2 separate regions of the Anser cygnoides genome follow, and region 2 is linked to region 1. A link is a contact called in public Hi-C data. All regions are on one chromosome and are shown on one strand. The core of a region is the stretch at or near the end of the contact, and the rest is flanking DNA. Distances in the headings are between cores, read along the strand shown.

Region 1 (7,519 bases), core at 3,442-5,941:
GCGACCACATCCAGGGGCTGCAAACCTGCGAAGGTTCGTGGCTCCCGGCGGCCTGGTTAAAGTTCACAGCCAGTGAAGCCCGGATGACAAGCCCTTTTCTCCGCTGTTTGTGTTATTTGCTTTTTGTCTAATCTGTCGTTTTTTTCCAGGAAGTGGCTCATGCCCTTGACATTTGAAACACAAACTCAACACCCCGCTGCGGCGCGGCTCCAGGACCCCTGCGCGGAGTGGTGCCAGCGCGGTGCCAGCCCCGGTGGCTCCGTGTCGCAATGCCGCAGGCTCGGGGGGCTCGGTGGGGGATGCTCCTTCCCAACTGCCCCCTCCCGCAGCATTTCAGGGATGTCTGGCCCCACTGAGGCCACCACACCGAAATCCCAGCGCTGCTCCTGTATCACGGAGCTGGCGGGGGAGGGCAGGGCACCGGGAGGCACCACCAGGCTTGGAGGCTTCCCGCTCCTCACCAGGACCTGGCTCGGTGCTGGGAACCCCTCGCCCAGCCCAGCCCAGCTCCCCTCCTCCCCGCCAGCCGCCGTCAGTGTCAAATCTCTCGGCTTAAATAAAACCAGATGCCAATAACATTCTCATAAGGTCCCGTGGAACGCGCGGTGCCTCCGGGCAGCGAGGCAGCTCTCAGCCGGCACCCGGCGCGGGGATGGGCTCGGAGCTTGGTCCCCACCCGTGGCCCCCGACCCAGGACCCCTCCCTGCTGCAGGGATGGCCGCGGTTCGGGGGGGAGCTTCCCACCCGGCGTGCAGCAGCCCAAGGAGCCTCTCGCTTTCCTGGCGCTTGGCAGTGCTCCTGCACCGAGCTGGATGGGAAAACTCCTTCAAGTCGAGCACAAAGCCGTGGAAAAAGCAACCTCCTTGGAGCCTGCCCCCCTTATCCCCCAGCAGCCTGGGCTGTGGCTGCAGGGCAGCCCACGCACTGGCCACCAGCACCCTTGGGTGCTGCCGGGCACGGTGTCAGAGCCACGGAGGGGGCAGGAGAGCGGGGTGCGCACTTGGCCGGGGCCTTGGCTGGGTTTGGGAAGGACTCAAGCGCTGCCCTCACCCCATCTCTCGAGGACAACGTTTTCCTCCTGGCCCCAGGACAGGAGGAGACACAAGCGAGTCACTGAGCGTCGCCTTCAATTAGCGGGAGCTGTTAACGAGGTCGGTCACGTGCTGAGCTCGTGACTCACGGTGCCGAGCCCCTGAGCAAGTGGTGACGGACACCGGGCTCCACACGGGAGGGGAGCTCGGGGATGGCGAGCGAAGCCTCAGAGCCGGCATCTGGGGGACAGGGCTGAGAGTTGGGGACCCCCAGCACACGTCCGGGCAGTCCCAGCTGGCCGCATCCTGCCCAGCACCAGCAGCAGATGCAGGAGCATCCGGAGGGCCAGGCCTCATCCCTCCTGCTCCGTCCCCACTGCACAACCCGGGGCTGCTCCCCTCAGTGCAGGCACGAAGGTCCCCACGTGTCCCCTGGGCTGGCGGGGGACATGTCCAAGGTGACAGCCGCAGTGAGGCTCAGCACCCTCCACTTCTCCATCCAGCACCCCAGGCACGGCCCATGGGTGGTCCTGGCCGCGCAGCACTGGCTCTCTTGGCTGCCGGGGCTCTCCACTTGGCAGGAGTCGGCGCGGGGAAGCGCGCACTCATCCTGCCGAACGCTGGCCCCAGGGGAGCGCGGGGAGCCTGGGGAGCCACGGCCAGGGCCGTGCGTGCCTCCCCCAGCCCCCCCTGCTTGCTGTCTCCCCGTGCACCCCTCATGCTGCTGCGTTGCCCCTGTGCTAGCCCCCAAATGCCCAGCCCCACGCTGAGCCTGGGGAGATCTTGGAGACCCCGTCCAGCCTCTGCCGGCCCCGTGGCACAGCTGGGACAGGGCAATAGCCCTGCTCGACCTCCTCACCAGGCAGAAAGGGACAGGGATGAGGCATGTGGGGTGCAGAATGAGCTGGGTGCTGCAGCCTGGGCTGCCGAGGTGCTCCTCCCTGCACGGGGAAGGGAGCAGGATCCGTCCCACCCAGCAAGCACTGGGATGCTCGCAGCTTCCCAGACGCTTTTCCTAGGTCACTTTTTCCCCCAGACATAATTATTTACCCAGCATTAAATCACTCCTAATGCGTGTTGGGGAGAATGTCCTTGCCTCTTCCTGGATGCCACCCACAGGTTCAGCCGCCCGCACCTCCCCGAAGCGGCGGCACCGACAGCCCCAGACGGGGACACGCAATGGGGCCAAGCCCGTGCCACGAGCCAGCCTGGTCCCAACGGGGCTGGACAGGATGGGACAGGCAGATCCCCCTGAGACCGGGACCTCGCTTTGCAGCAAAAAGCCGCGGCTGTCACCTCCAGGAGCACGGCTCCCAGCGGGATGTCCTGTGGGCAAGCCAGGAGCTGGGGGATGGATGCAGGTACCAGGGTCCTGCACAGGTCCCCAAACCCACGGCCATGGGAGAGGGGCGTGGGGCAGGAGAGCGGCCACCTGCTCTCTCTTCCCCCAAAGCCTCCGGCCCTGCAGGTGCTGCTGGTCCCAGGAGGGGCGATGGAGCAAGGAGCCCTCCGAGAGCTGACCCCAGCCCAGTCCCCGTGGGACCCAAAGCCTGGAATGCAGCACCCCAAAAGCATCCACTGGACCAGCCCCACGCCCCCAAATCATGGCCCACACCCCCTGCAGCCTCAGCACCCACACAGGCACCAGGGAGCATTGCTCCCAGTGGCTCCTGCACCTAAAGAGGCATTTAATTCCTTCTGCTTAACCAGAGGGGACCCGCCGGATGCACCGGCCGTGCCACGGCACACGGGCAGGGCTGTGCCACTGCTCATGTCCTGGGGAGCGATGGAGCTGCAGCCTCCAACCCTGCTGCTCCTGCTGGGACTGGGACCCGTGGCTCTGTCATCCCACCAGGACCTTCCCACCAGGACACCCCGGGGAAAGGGGCTCGCTGCTGCCCGCTGCCCCGTCCTGCCACCTGCAACGCCGCCAGCAAGGTGCCCATCGGGAGAGCCCGGCTCCCACAGCCACCCACCCGTCCCCAGCACGGCCAGAACAGCACAGGAAGAAAGGGAAAATACTGTAAGCCTGTTTCCTAAAGGCTCTGGGAAAAAATGCTGCGTTACACGGGGCAAAGCCAAAAGCAACAGGCCTTGGCAGCCCGACACAGCCCCGGGCCAGGGAGCCCAGACAGCTCCTGCAGGATGTGGGATGAGGACAAGCAGGCAGGGCAGGGGGTCCCGCAGCAGACCCTGTGCCGGGCACTCACAGCCGACTCCTGCCCCTGGGGAGGGGCAGCTGGGGGGACCTCTGCAAAGGGTCCTCGTCACTGGTATGGAGGAGAGAGGGGCTGGGATCCGGCCCTTGGGGCCGGCAGCACCGCAGCAGGGAGCTGGAAGAGCCATGCCGGAGAGCCCCGGGTGACCTGCGTGGGGACACAGGGCCAGGGCACCTTGCGGGCTGTCCCGTGGTGGGTGCTGCCCCCCAGTCCAGGGGACGTGGTCCCAGTCACAGCCCATGGGATGGGGAAGGGGGCAGCATGGGCATCCAGAGCGCCAAAAGGGCCAGATCTCAGCCCCCAGGAGCGGGTCTGTTCGCTCTGCCAAACCACATGAACAGCTCTGGGGTGCTGCCCACGATCCCCAAACTCTGCCCGGGCACCATGAGGGTGGCAGAGGGTCACGATGGACACCGATGACAGGGCAGTGGGGTGGACAAGCAGAGCCTGCAGGCAGCGGGGCTGCAGCCCTTGGGGTCCCCCGGCTTGGCACTGCCCTGCCCGGCCGTGGGGTGGAGGAGGAAGGACACAGAGCCCCTGCGCAGGACACGCCGACCTGTTTGCGAGGGAAGCAGGTGCCCCGCGGCCTCTTTCCTGTTTCCTCCCGGCCGTGCCGGCAGCATCCCGTGGAAGGGAGAGCTCAGGGGTCACCGCACAACGGGAGCTCCCCCGGCAGCAGGACCCCGAGCACGGTGCCCCACAGCACCGCGTGCAGCCGGTCCCTGCCCGGCCCAGGGGCTGCACGGTGCCACCAGCTGTGGCCGTGGCACTGCAGGTGACGATGGCACCGATGTGACCCAGCCGTGAGATCCCCTGCCGCCCAGCGCACAGGACACCAATCGGGACAAACCTCCTTGAGCTTCCCCATCCCCAAAATCCCCCCCCCCATCCCCTTCCGACCCTCCCCGAGCAGCAAGATCGGTGCCACCCCTGCGCTGCCAGAGGACCCCCCCCCCACCACCACCCCAATTTGCGCATCCCCCAGTGCCTTACCCGGCGGCTGGAGGCTCTCCTGGATGGCTTCGACGTCGGCCAGGTCGGTGCAGACCCCCTGGCCGTGCATGAGGGTGTGCAGGGGCCGGGGCACGCCGCGGGGGGGGTAGCAGCGCAGCCCGGCCCCGCAGCGCGCCGTGTACACCCCGCACGCCGTGCCGCGCCCGAGCGCGCAGGTGGCGCAGCACCCGCAGCCCGGCTCCCGCACCAGCTCGGCGCAGCCCTGCGGGGCTTTGCAACGAGCCAAGCGCTCCTCCGAGCACGGCGGGCACTGGATCGCTTCCTCCCCTCCCCCGCCTTGCCCCTGCACCGGGGCAGCTCCCGGTGCCGCCCCCGCCGCCAGCACCGCCGCCAGCACCGGGACCAGCACCGCCGGTGGCAGCAGCGGCAGCCGCGCCGCGCCCCCGCGCATTGCGGCCCCGCGCTGCAGCGCTCGGGCTGGCGGCGGGCGCGGGGGGCAGGCGGCGGGGGCTTTATGCCGCCCCGTGGCCACACCTCCCGCCGGCACCGGGGCCACCGGCGGGGCCGCCCCCGACAGCCCCGGCCCCCCCCCTCCCGCCCCCCCGGGCAGAGCCGCTGCGCGCAGCCGGTGCCGCGTTGGGCACCCGGTGGGTTCGGCGCTGCGGCTGCCGGAGGGGGCAGCGCCGGTACCGGGAGAGCCCCCCCCCCCCCGCCCCGGGTCGGTACCGGCCCCGGCGGGTCCCCGCTGGCAGCCCCCGTGGTGATCTGCCCCGGGGGGCTTCGGCACTGCTGTCCCCGAGGGTGTGCGCTGCCCGGTGCTGAGCTGCTGGGGGGGTGCGGGGGGGGGGGACTGGGATAGGATGGGATGGGGTGGGATAGACTGTGATGGGATGGGGATGGGGATGGGTTGGGGATAGGGATAGGGATAGGGATAGGGATAGGGATAGGGATAGGGATAGGGATAGGGATAGGGATAGGGATAGGGATAGGGATAGGGATAGGGATAGGGATAGGGGTAGGGATAGGGGTAGGGATGGGGATGGGGATGGGGATGGGGATGGGGATGGGGATGGGGATGGGATGGGACGGGGGGATGGGGATGGGGATGGGGATGGGGTTGGGGATAGGGATAGGGGTAGGGGTAGGGATAGGGGGGGATAGGGGGGGATGGGGATGGGGGGGATGGGGATGGGGGGATATGGGATGGGATGGGGGGATATGGGGGGATAGGGATGGGGGGATAGGGATGGGGGTAGGGATGGGGATGGGATGGGATGGGGATGGGATGGGATGGGGGGAGGGGATGGGGATGGGATGGGATGGGACGGGAGGGGATGGGGATGGGATGGATGGGATGGGATGGGATGGGGGGATGGGATGGGATGGGATGGGATGGGATGGGATGGGATGGGATGGGATGGGATGGGATGGGATGGGATGGGATGGGATGGGGGCATCCTGCAGGGCAGCAGCTGCACCGCAGGGGGCTGCATCCGGAGCCAAGGTCCCAGTGTGGGGCGAGCCCTGCCCCACTCCACACCCCACGGCCCTCAGGCTGGGACCATCCCAGCCCCAAGCGCAGAGACCCGAAGGCGGCCGGCAGAGCCCCGGCATGCTCGGAGGCTGTCCCGGCTCCCCAGCACCCCACATCCCCCCCTGCACCCCCACCCCCCTGCACCCCTCCGGGCCCGATCCCCGCGCAGGCACCGCACCGGGGCCGATAAGTTGCAAGGTGCCGGCACCTAGCGGAGGAAAGCGGGAGGAAAACGGGCGGCGAGCCCCGAGGATGGGGATTGTGCCCGGAGGGAAGGGACCGAGCCCCCGGGGGCTGCTCTGCCCCTGCCTCCCCCGGCCCCCCCCCCCTTGCAGCCCCGGAGCCCTGCGGTGGGCTGCACGGCGGAGCGGTGGCACCTCGGACCATGGGCAGCAGCAGCCTGGGACGTGGGCTTGGAGAACCACGGGATGTCCCGAGTGGGAAGGGACCCTCAGGGATCACTGGGTCCAGCTCCTGGCCCTGCACAGGGCCACCCCCAGATCAGACCTTATATGCGACCAGCAGGCTCGGTGTCCCTGGGGAGCCCGTCCCAGTGCCCGGCCACCCCTGGGTGCAGAACCTTTCCCTGACACCCAGCCTGAGCAGGGCGAGCCAGCGGGTTTGGGACTGCTCCGCGCCACCTTTGAGGCAATTAACGGTAATTAACCACTTGGACATCAGCTGAGGCTTCACCGCAGGGCTGAGCCGGGCTGCTGCGGGCATCAGAGGGAGGCGTGAGGGGTGTAATGCAGCCCCATGCCCCCCCCCGGCCCTCCTTGTGCCACTTTGGTGTAGCTCAGAGGAGCAGCAGCAGGAACAGGACCCTGTGCACGCCATCAGTGTAATCTGTCTCATTTGCCCTCAGTCAGGGGACAGCGGGGCGGAAGGTGGGGAGCAGCAAGGGGACAAAAGCCACCCCCACGCCGTGCCCGCAGCCTGGCCACGCTTGGGAAGGGCTGAGCCCATCGCAGCCCCCGCGAGAGGAGCAGAGCCAGCCCGTAGCGCTGAGAACCCCACGCTCGTCTCACGGCTGAGCACACCCGATTTTTGGGGCTTCGGTGCCAGCAAAGCCCCGCTGGCCGTGAGCAGGAGCATCTTCTCTGCCCCGTGAGGGAGAGCCAGGCAGTGCTGAGCCTGGGGGCTGGGGCTGCTGCGGGCAGGACGCAGGCAGGGGCCGTGTCCCCCACCCTCACCCCCCGGCCCCCTTCTCCCCCTCCCCAAAGCGGGGACCCTGCAGAGCATCGGCACCCGGCGCTGCCCCCGAGCCCCCCTGCCCTGCCTGGCACAGCCACGCGTGGCCGTGACACGGGGCAGAGGCGCCAGCCTTGACACGGTGTCCAAGCCAGGGCCAAACCCAAACAGGTGCCCAGCCCTGCTGGGGCCGCGGCACCTTATCAGGCCTTGGCAGCGCTGAGCGCCCGCCGGGGAGGCTGTTGTGTCTGCGGGGCCGGAGGGAGCAGGCAGAGCGCCGGCGGGGGACGGGGACGTGCTCGCCGTGCAGCCCCGGGGGCTGTCCCCATGCTCTGGCTGGGCGCGGGTCCTCCACGTCCCCCAGCCCAGCACAATCCTGTGAGATGGAGAGGGGGCTGCACCCCACTGCCACGCTGCCCCCACCCCGAGATGCTCAGCGCAGCCCCGCTCACCTGCGGGTGATGGGAAGCCCCCGTGCTCCCAGGTCTGGGGCTCTTTGGGCTCCCAGACTCGGGGTCTTTGGGGTTCCTGGGGCTGGGGGTGCCCCGCTGGCTGCTGCCTCCCTGCGACACCCCAACAGCTCCGGAGTC
Region 2 (7,519 bases), core at 2,309-4,808, 200 kb after region 1:
CCAGAGGCTGCCAGGTGAGCTGATGGATGCTCAGCTACTTCTGCTACCCAGGTGGTTCACATCTGGAGAAGGCTTTTGTTTCCCTTGCAGAAAAAAAACCCTACAGATCTGCAGGTCGCTCAGCCTCTTGGCACCTCTCCTGGGTGAGAGGCTGTCAGCTACCGGGCACTCCCGACGAGGAAGCTTGGTCTGGAAGCAGGACTCGGAGCCGGAGTTCAGCGCTCCAGGCCTGGCTGGGAGAGCAGCTCCGTCCCGAATCTGCTGCAGCTCCTAAAGGCTTTTGAAAGGAAATCTGGGGGCTGCAGCGAGGCGTAACCCAAGTCCAAAATGTCATACTACTGGGAAAAAGAGAAAGAAAAAGCAACCACCGCTGTGGAATGCATAAACAGGAGTGCTGCTTGCCAGACAAAGGAAATAATTCTCCTCGATATTGGTAAGGCCTCAGCTCGAATACTGTCCAGTGCTGGGAGGAGCTGGAGGGAGTCCAGGGGAGAGCTGTGAGAATGAGCAGAGGTGTAGGAAAAACATGACCTGCAAGGACAGCTTGAAGGAAATGGGTTTGTTTAGTCTAGAGAACACTCAAGAAAGATGTGATGAATAGTCCTCAAGTACTCAGAAGATAGCAGCAAAGAGAATGGAGACAAACCGCGCAGCGGCGTTAGCGGCACAGCGGAGGTTCGGAGCAACTCGACGGTGCAGGAAGCCTGATGCTGAACGGCCTCGCCGGAAGCTTTAAAATCGAGTTTAATTAACACAGAAAGAGAAGATTGTTTCCTCTTTGGAACTGGGGTGGTGACATCTTCCAGGCCCTCCCGCTCCCCCTCTTTTCTCGAGGTGATGCCGTTATCCGAGGGCCGCAGGAGCCCGCAGGCCTACAGCTGGAGGGGCAGCCTGGATGTTGAGGAATAAAAGCGCAGTTTCCATCTGGGGACAACTGTGAGTCTGGCGGTCAAAAAACAAGGAGCAACTTCCACCCGGCGCCACCTGCAAACGAGGGCAGTTGCAGAGCTGAGGCTGGGTGGCAAAGGGCCAAGCTCAGACGTTGCACGTGAAGCAATCCTCCTCCCTTTGCCTCAGTTTCCTTGCTTGTAAAAATGACTGGAGTGGTGAAATGCGAGTACAAACAGCACAGGAGGTGAATTCAGCCTTGCAAGACAGCTGTGGCGACGGCAAGCGTTAGGTCCTATTATTAGGATAATTTTGCATGCTTTTCTAACACTGCCTTCCCCACCTTAAAAATATTTCATTTGCGAATCTTTCCCATTTCTGACCTCGTGTTCGCAGCCCTTGCCCAAGCTCTTTGCTCACTTCAGATTGCACACAGAGCTTTGCACGTTATTGCAAAAGTCTGGCTGACGGAGCGCGCTGCCGAAGCTCAGATCCCTACCCCCATCCCCGACCCCATGTTGTTTGCTTTCTGATTTTACACCGGGGATTTGTTCACCTGCAGGAAAAAAAAAAAAAAAAAAACAAAAAAAACACCAAGGCGAGACACAAAAGCGGGAGGAACTCCAGCTCCGCCCCTGCAGCAGCTGGCTGCTGAGCTGCCCTTCCCAGTCGTGCAGCGCCGTTTCAGGACAGAAAAGTTTGGATGTTTCAACAGACCGGGTGTGAAGGTCAGGACTGCGCTGACGTTGGACGGTGGCCATCCAAGGAGGGAAAAAGTCGTGGTGGGACACAAACAGCGCACGCGATGGAGGAGCTGAGCCCTTCCTCTCTGCCCGGGCCTTTCTGTGCCTGCCTGACCGACTGCCCACCCGTCACTCGTGAGCTCCCGGCTGCCCAGGGCTCCCTCGGGAGAACCAGACCTGTCCCGGGGCTCCGAGCAAGGTGCTTTGGGGCTGCCAGCAGCTGACGTGACAGCACCTCCCTGCTTCTACAAAAAGGGGAAACAGCCCAACGTCAGCAGCTGCTGGAGGACCATGCCTAAAGCCATGCCACCAGCGCCCCGAGGCGCAGCTCCTTCCCCACCTCTTCTTTTGCTCCCCGGGGGGAGCCCAACCACCACCCCCCGCCCCGTCCCGCTGCTCAGCCGTGACCCAGAACGCCGGGCAGGGCACGGCTCTTCCCGACAGCCGTTCCCCGGGGTGCTGCAGGATTGCACCCTGCTGCTGGCCGCCTCGCCCGCTGCCTGCTCCGTGCGGGAGCTTTATCTGAGGACCGCAGAGGTGAGGAAGGCAGCAGGTGCTTATCTCGGGCGATCTTCCTGAGCGTTCCCAGCATGCAAGCGATTGTGATCCGGGGGAGCCGCGGCAGAGCCGCAATCCCTATCTCTGGCAGCAACAGCACTCGCCATCTCCCCAGCAAATAAATATTTTAAACCCTTCTTTGCGAGAGCCGGAGTTATCGAGTGCCTCGAAGATGTTGGCTGCACGTAAAGGCGGCTGATAGGGGAAGGTGCTGGCACGTCGGACTAACCAGCACTGCTTTGTGGCCCCGAGCTGGGCCGCTGGAGGCTCTGCCGGGCCGGAGCCTGGCCGTGAACCCAGGACCCGGGGCAGCGGCGGGACGGGGGTCAGGATGAGGCCCCGGCTGATGCAAGCAGCAGAAGAAGCGAGAGCAATTGTGGGGGGGCACAGCAGCAGCTGGATCTGTGTCCTGCTGGGGGATCTGTGCCCCCCCCCCCCCCATGGGATCTGTGCCCCCCTGTGGGATCTGTGTCCCGCTGTGGGATCTGTGTCCCGCTGTGGGATCTGTGCCCTGCTGTGGGATCTGTGCCCCCCCCTCCCATGGGATCTGTGCCCCCCCCCGTGGGATCTGTGCCCTGCTGTGGGATCTGTGCCCCCCCCCGTGGGATCTGTGTCCCGCTGTGGGATCTGTGCCCTGCTGTGGGATCTGTGCCCCCCCCTCCCATGGGATCTGTGCCCCCCCCCGTGGGATCTGTGCCCTGCTGTGGGATCTGTGCCCCCCCCCGTGGGATCTGTGTCCCGCTGTGGGATCTGTGCCTTGCTGTGGGACCTGTGCCCCCCCAATGGGATCTGTGCCCCCTTCTGGATCTCTGCCCCCCCCGTGGGATCCGTGCCCCCCCCCCCGTGGGATCTGTACCCCCCTCAGCGATCTGTGTCCCCCTCCGGATCTCTGCCCCCCCTCCCCCCGATCCCCGCCCCCCCCGCCCCGTTGCGGGGGCACTGGGCACCGGGCAGCGCTACAGGTCGGGGCTGTCCGCCGGGGGTCCCTCCCCCCGCCCAGCTCCGAACAAAGCCCCGGCCGCTGCCCAGCGGGGACCCGGGGATCGCCCCCAGCCCCCGGCAGCAGCCCCCGGTTTTGCAGGGGATCACCGGAGCCGGCTGCGCCCCGGGACCGGCCGCCGCCCCCCTGCCCCCGCTGCACGCCGGGGGGGCTCGGCCTCGCCGCGGGACCCCCCCCCCCCCCCTCCGGCCCGGCCCTGCCCGGCCCGGCCCGCACTCACCGCTGCGGCCCCGGCCCGGTTCAGCCCGGTTCGGCTCGTCCCGGCTCGGCTCGGCCCGGCCCGGCCCGGGCTCTCCGCCGCGCACCCGCCGCGCTCCCGGCCGGCCCCACGGCGCGTCCCGCCCCGGCCCCGCGGCACGCCGGGAGTTGTAGTCCGGGCCTGGAGCCACAGGGTCACAGAACCGCAGAATCCTGGAATCACAGCATCACAGAATCCTAGAAACACAGAAACCTAGAATCACAAAAACACAGAATAGCAGAATCCTAGAATCACAGAATCCCAGAATCACAGAACCGCAGAATCCTAGAACCACAGAACCGCAGAATCCTAGAATCACAGAGTCACAGAATCACAGAACCACGGAATCCTAGAACCACAGAATCACAGAATCCTAGAATCACAGAATCCTAGAATCACAGAGTCACAGAATCCTAGAATCACAGAATCACAGAATCACAGAATCCTAGAATCACAGAATCACAGAATCCTAGAACCACAGAATCCTAGAATCACAGAATCATGGAATCACGGAATCACGGAATCACAGAATCACAGAATCCTAGAATCACAGAATCCTAGAATCACAAAAACACAGAATAGCAGAATCCTAGAATCCCAGAATCCCAGAACCACAGAACCACAGAATCCTAGAATCACAGAATCACGGAATCACAGAGTCACAGAATCCTTGAATCACAGAATCACAGAATCCTAGAACCACAGAATCCTAGAATCACAGAATCACGGAATCACGGAATCACAGAATCACAGAACCGCAGAACCGCAGAATCCTAGAACCACAGAATCACAGAATCACAGAACCACAGAATCCTAGAATCACAGAATCACGGAATCACAGAGTCACAGAATAGCAGAATCCTTGAATCACAGAATCACAGAACCACAGAATCCTAGAACCACAGAACCACAGAATCCTAGAATCACAGAATCCTAGAATCACAGAATCACGGAATCACGGAATCACAGAATCACAGAATCACAGAACCGCAGAATCCTAGAAACACAGAATCCTAGAATCACAAAATCACAGAATAGCAGAATCCTAGAACCACAGAATCACAGAATCACAGAACCACGGAATCCTAGAATCACAGAATCACGGAATCCTAGAACCACAGAATCCTAGAATCACAGAATCACGGAATCACAGAATCACAGAATCCTAGAACCACAGAATCACAGAATATCCCGAGTTGGAAAGGACCCGCAAGGACCTGATCTAGGAGTATGATGAAAAATGTTGCACTCCAAGTTGGAAATTGGAGAGGAAAATGTTCATGTAGACGTAACAATTGTGCTCAAACAGCTGATTACGCTTTTTTCTTACACCTTAACAGATGCTTACACCTTCTAACTTAAAACCTGAGAAGCAACAGGTAGTTTCTACGTTTCCCTTGGGGACAGTGTACTCTTCTGTATTTTGCTTCTATACAAACAGTTCAAAATTTTAAAGTCGTGTTGTCAGTCATACAACCAAACAACCTTGCACGGCATTACATGTTCCCCCCCAGACAGGTCAAGCCCTGAATGCAAGACCAGACAAGTAAATAATGCCAACATGTAAAACTAACTTGTAAATACATTACTTTTTGGCAGGTTTTTTTGGCACTTTGTGGGGCTTAACTGTACTTCAGTGAGAAGAATGTCCTCTGGTGTGAACTGAAATTATACCTCTATGCCACAATGGTTTTTTTTTGTTTTGTTTTGTTTTGGGGGTGGGGGGGAGAGGGGCAAAATTCCTTGTGGACACCTGAAGGAGTTGCAAAATAATAATAAAATTTAGGTGAAGGAAAAGTTCCTTCTCTGTTGTTGTTGTTGTTTTCTTTTCCATACAGTCTCAAAATGAAGGCCCCCATCGTTAGGGTTGGAACCCCTCCCCAAAACCACCCGGCCCAGCAGCCCCCCTACCACCACCATCACCCACTAGACCACATCCCCAAGCACCACGTCCAGCTTTCCTTAAACACCCCCAGGGACGGTGAGTCCACCACCTCCCTGGGCAGGGGCCGGGGTCTCCACCACCTCCCGAGGAGGGTCCTTTGGGGGCTGCGCTGCTGGGAAGGGGAGCAGAGCAGCGCTCGCCCCCTGCTTCACTTCACAGCTGCTCTGCCCACAGCACCCCTGAGCTGTGGCCCTAAAGGCACAAAGCACCCCGTGCTGTGCTCAGCAGGATCAACCCCAGTGGGGCGTGGGGGTGTCCCCACTGGGAAACCTCAGCCAAGGCGTCGGGCACGCCATCGATGCCCGCGGGCACCACCGGGACGCGCGGCCAAGGTCAGGGCCTGGGAGCTCAGGCAGGATTCCTGTGCTGGAGCGCGGGGCGACCATCTGGCCGTGCCTTTGTTTGCACAGCGATCAAAGCCAGCAGCGTGGCGCTGCTGCGGCCCCTCGGTGCGCGTGGCCATCTGTGCAGCCTTTGTGCGCGCCGCCGCTGCGGCGAGCTCTCCTGCCGGGGAGCGGCAGAGGGTGCAGCACGGCGCTGAGCGGCGAGGCCGCTTTGTGCTGCCAGCCCCTGCCCCGAGCTGCTCTGCTGCTGGCTCCCGTGGGACCGTGCTAGGGCACAGCCGGCCCCGGAGCCCGTCAGCGTGGCACCCCCGGGGTACCCTCTCCATCCCCACGCCCGGCACAGGCGGCTCCACCAGGATGGCTCAGAGCCCCCCAGCTCGGCACGGCTGCTGCCAGCCCTCCCTGGCCACACGGCGAAGCCAATTTTTGGGGTCTTGTTTCTGGCATGGAGGAGTTTGCGGTGCCGCCTTGTGCTGAAGGCTTCGAGGCTTCCCCTGCTCTGCCCAGGGCTGGGCACCCTGTGCCAGCGTCCTTGTGGGCCTGAGGGTGGCCGCACACCCATCCGCAGGGAACGGATGCGGGCAGGGGCCCCGCAGACCCCCTGTGCACCCATCTAGCCACGGTGCAGCGGTGCCGGTGGGTGCCAGCTCTGGATCTGGCCCCAGCCCCGCGGTTGTGCACCAGCGGGGCACGGCAGGGCCATGGGGACCAGGGCACCACGCGCTGGCATCGTGCCGCTGGCAGGCACCGGGTGGCTTCCCGCAGCCGGAGCTTCCCCCGGCGGCTGCTCCCGGATGGCCGTGGGCACGGGGGACCCACCCTCAGGGCCAGGAAAACCCAGTCCCTGCCCAGGTGCCCCGGGGGTGTCCGCGGCAGCGCGGTGAGGTGCGGGGATGCCGTGAGCGGAGGCGGGGGATCCCGCGGGAGCCGGCCCTGCTTTGCAGGGGAGCCACGCACGCATGGCAGGCTCTATTTTTATCCCTGCTCCTGCCTGACTGAGCAGCTCCCTCTGCGCGGTGACATCTAATTTAGCAGCTTCCCCGCACCCCGCTGACTCCGCACGTGAGGGGGAAGCACAATGCGACGGCTATTTTTAAACGCCCATAAATATTAATCCCTCTCGGTGATGCAGCAGCAGCAGCAGCCTCTCTCTCGCTGCCGGTGGGAGCGCAGTGAGGGGAACCGCTCCTTGGGCTCCCCAGCCCGGATTCACCCACCCAGGGAACCCCGGAATTTGGGGGCAAGGGGTCCCTGGGGAGGAGGATCCGTCCCCCCACCCGCAGCCCGGGCTGGCTGCTCCCTGCTTGCAGGGGGGCTGCTCCTGCGTGGTTTCCCCATCCACCCCCATATTGGGGGCCACGCTCCTCTCCCGTTCGGCCGGCCGCGGTCCCGCTGCCGGCTCGGTACCGGCTATATTTAGCTGCATATTGGCAGCGGGGAGCCGGTGCTGCCTATTTTTAGCCAGCCGGTGCTGGCTGCGGCAGGGAAGGGTCCGCGCGGGGTCGCGCTGCACTGCAGGCTCTGGGTTTTCAGGCTCCATAGGGTGGGGAAGCGCCGGTGCCCCCCCAGCCCCTGGGCTGAGCTCGGGAAGCTCCTCGTGGCCACCATCAGCTGGGGCTCGCCAAGAGCTCCAGCAGCCCCAGCATCGGTCTGGATGCGTCCGTGATTCCCTCCAGCCCCGCTCCTGCAGCTGGTGGCTGCCTCGCCTGGCGCTGCCGCAGCTCCAGCTCCGGTCCTGCTGCGGGCACGGCACCCGGCAGCACCGGGACCGGTACTGGGGAGCTCGGGGCTGCTCCGCTCCCC

What was found. A called contact is a pair of places that touch in the nucleus more often than the background predicts.
Region 2: a contact with region 1 is called in a Hi-C map of liver, with 7 times the contacts expected there. The contact joins the promoter of ORMDL3 here to the promoter of IGFBP4 in region 1. A contact is called at or near these places in 2 of 7 Hi-C or Micro-C datasets (both in liver).

Annotation. Positions count from the first base shown.
Region 1 is chr22:7,574,162-7,581,680 of Taihu_goose_T2T_genome, forward strand. IGFBP4 (insulin like growth factor binding protein 4) reads right to left here and starts at 4,692. Exons shown (of 4, transcript XM_048053219.2): 1 at 4,244-4,692. The coding sequence starts at 4,655.
Region 2 is chr22:7,770,437-7,777,955 of Taihu_goose_T2T_genome, forward strand. It overlaps ORMDL3 (ORMDL sphingolipid biosynthesis regulator 3), which reads right to left and starts at 3,559. Exons shown (of 4, transcript XM_066981449.1): 1 at 3,410-3,559.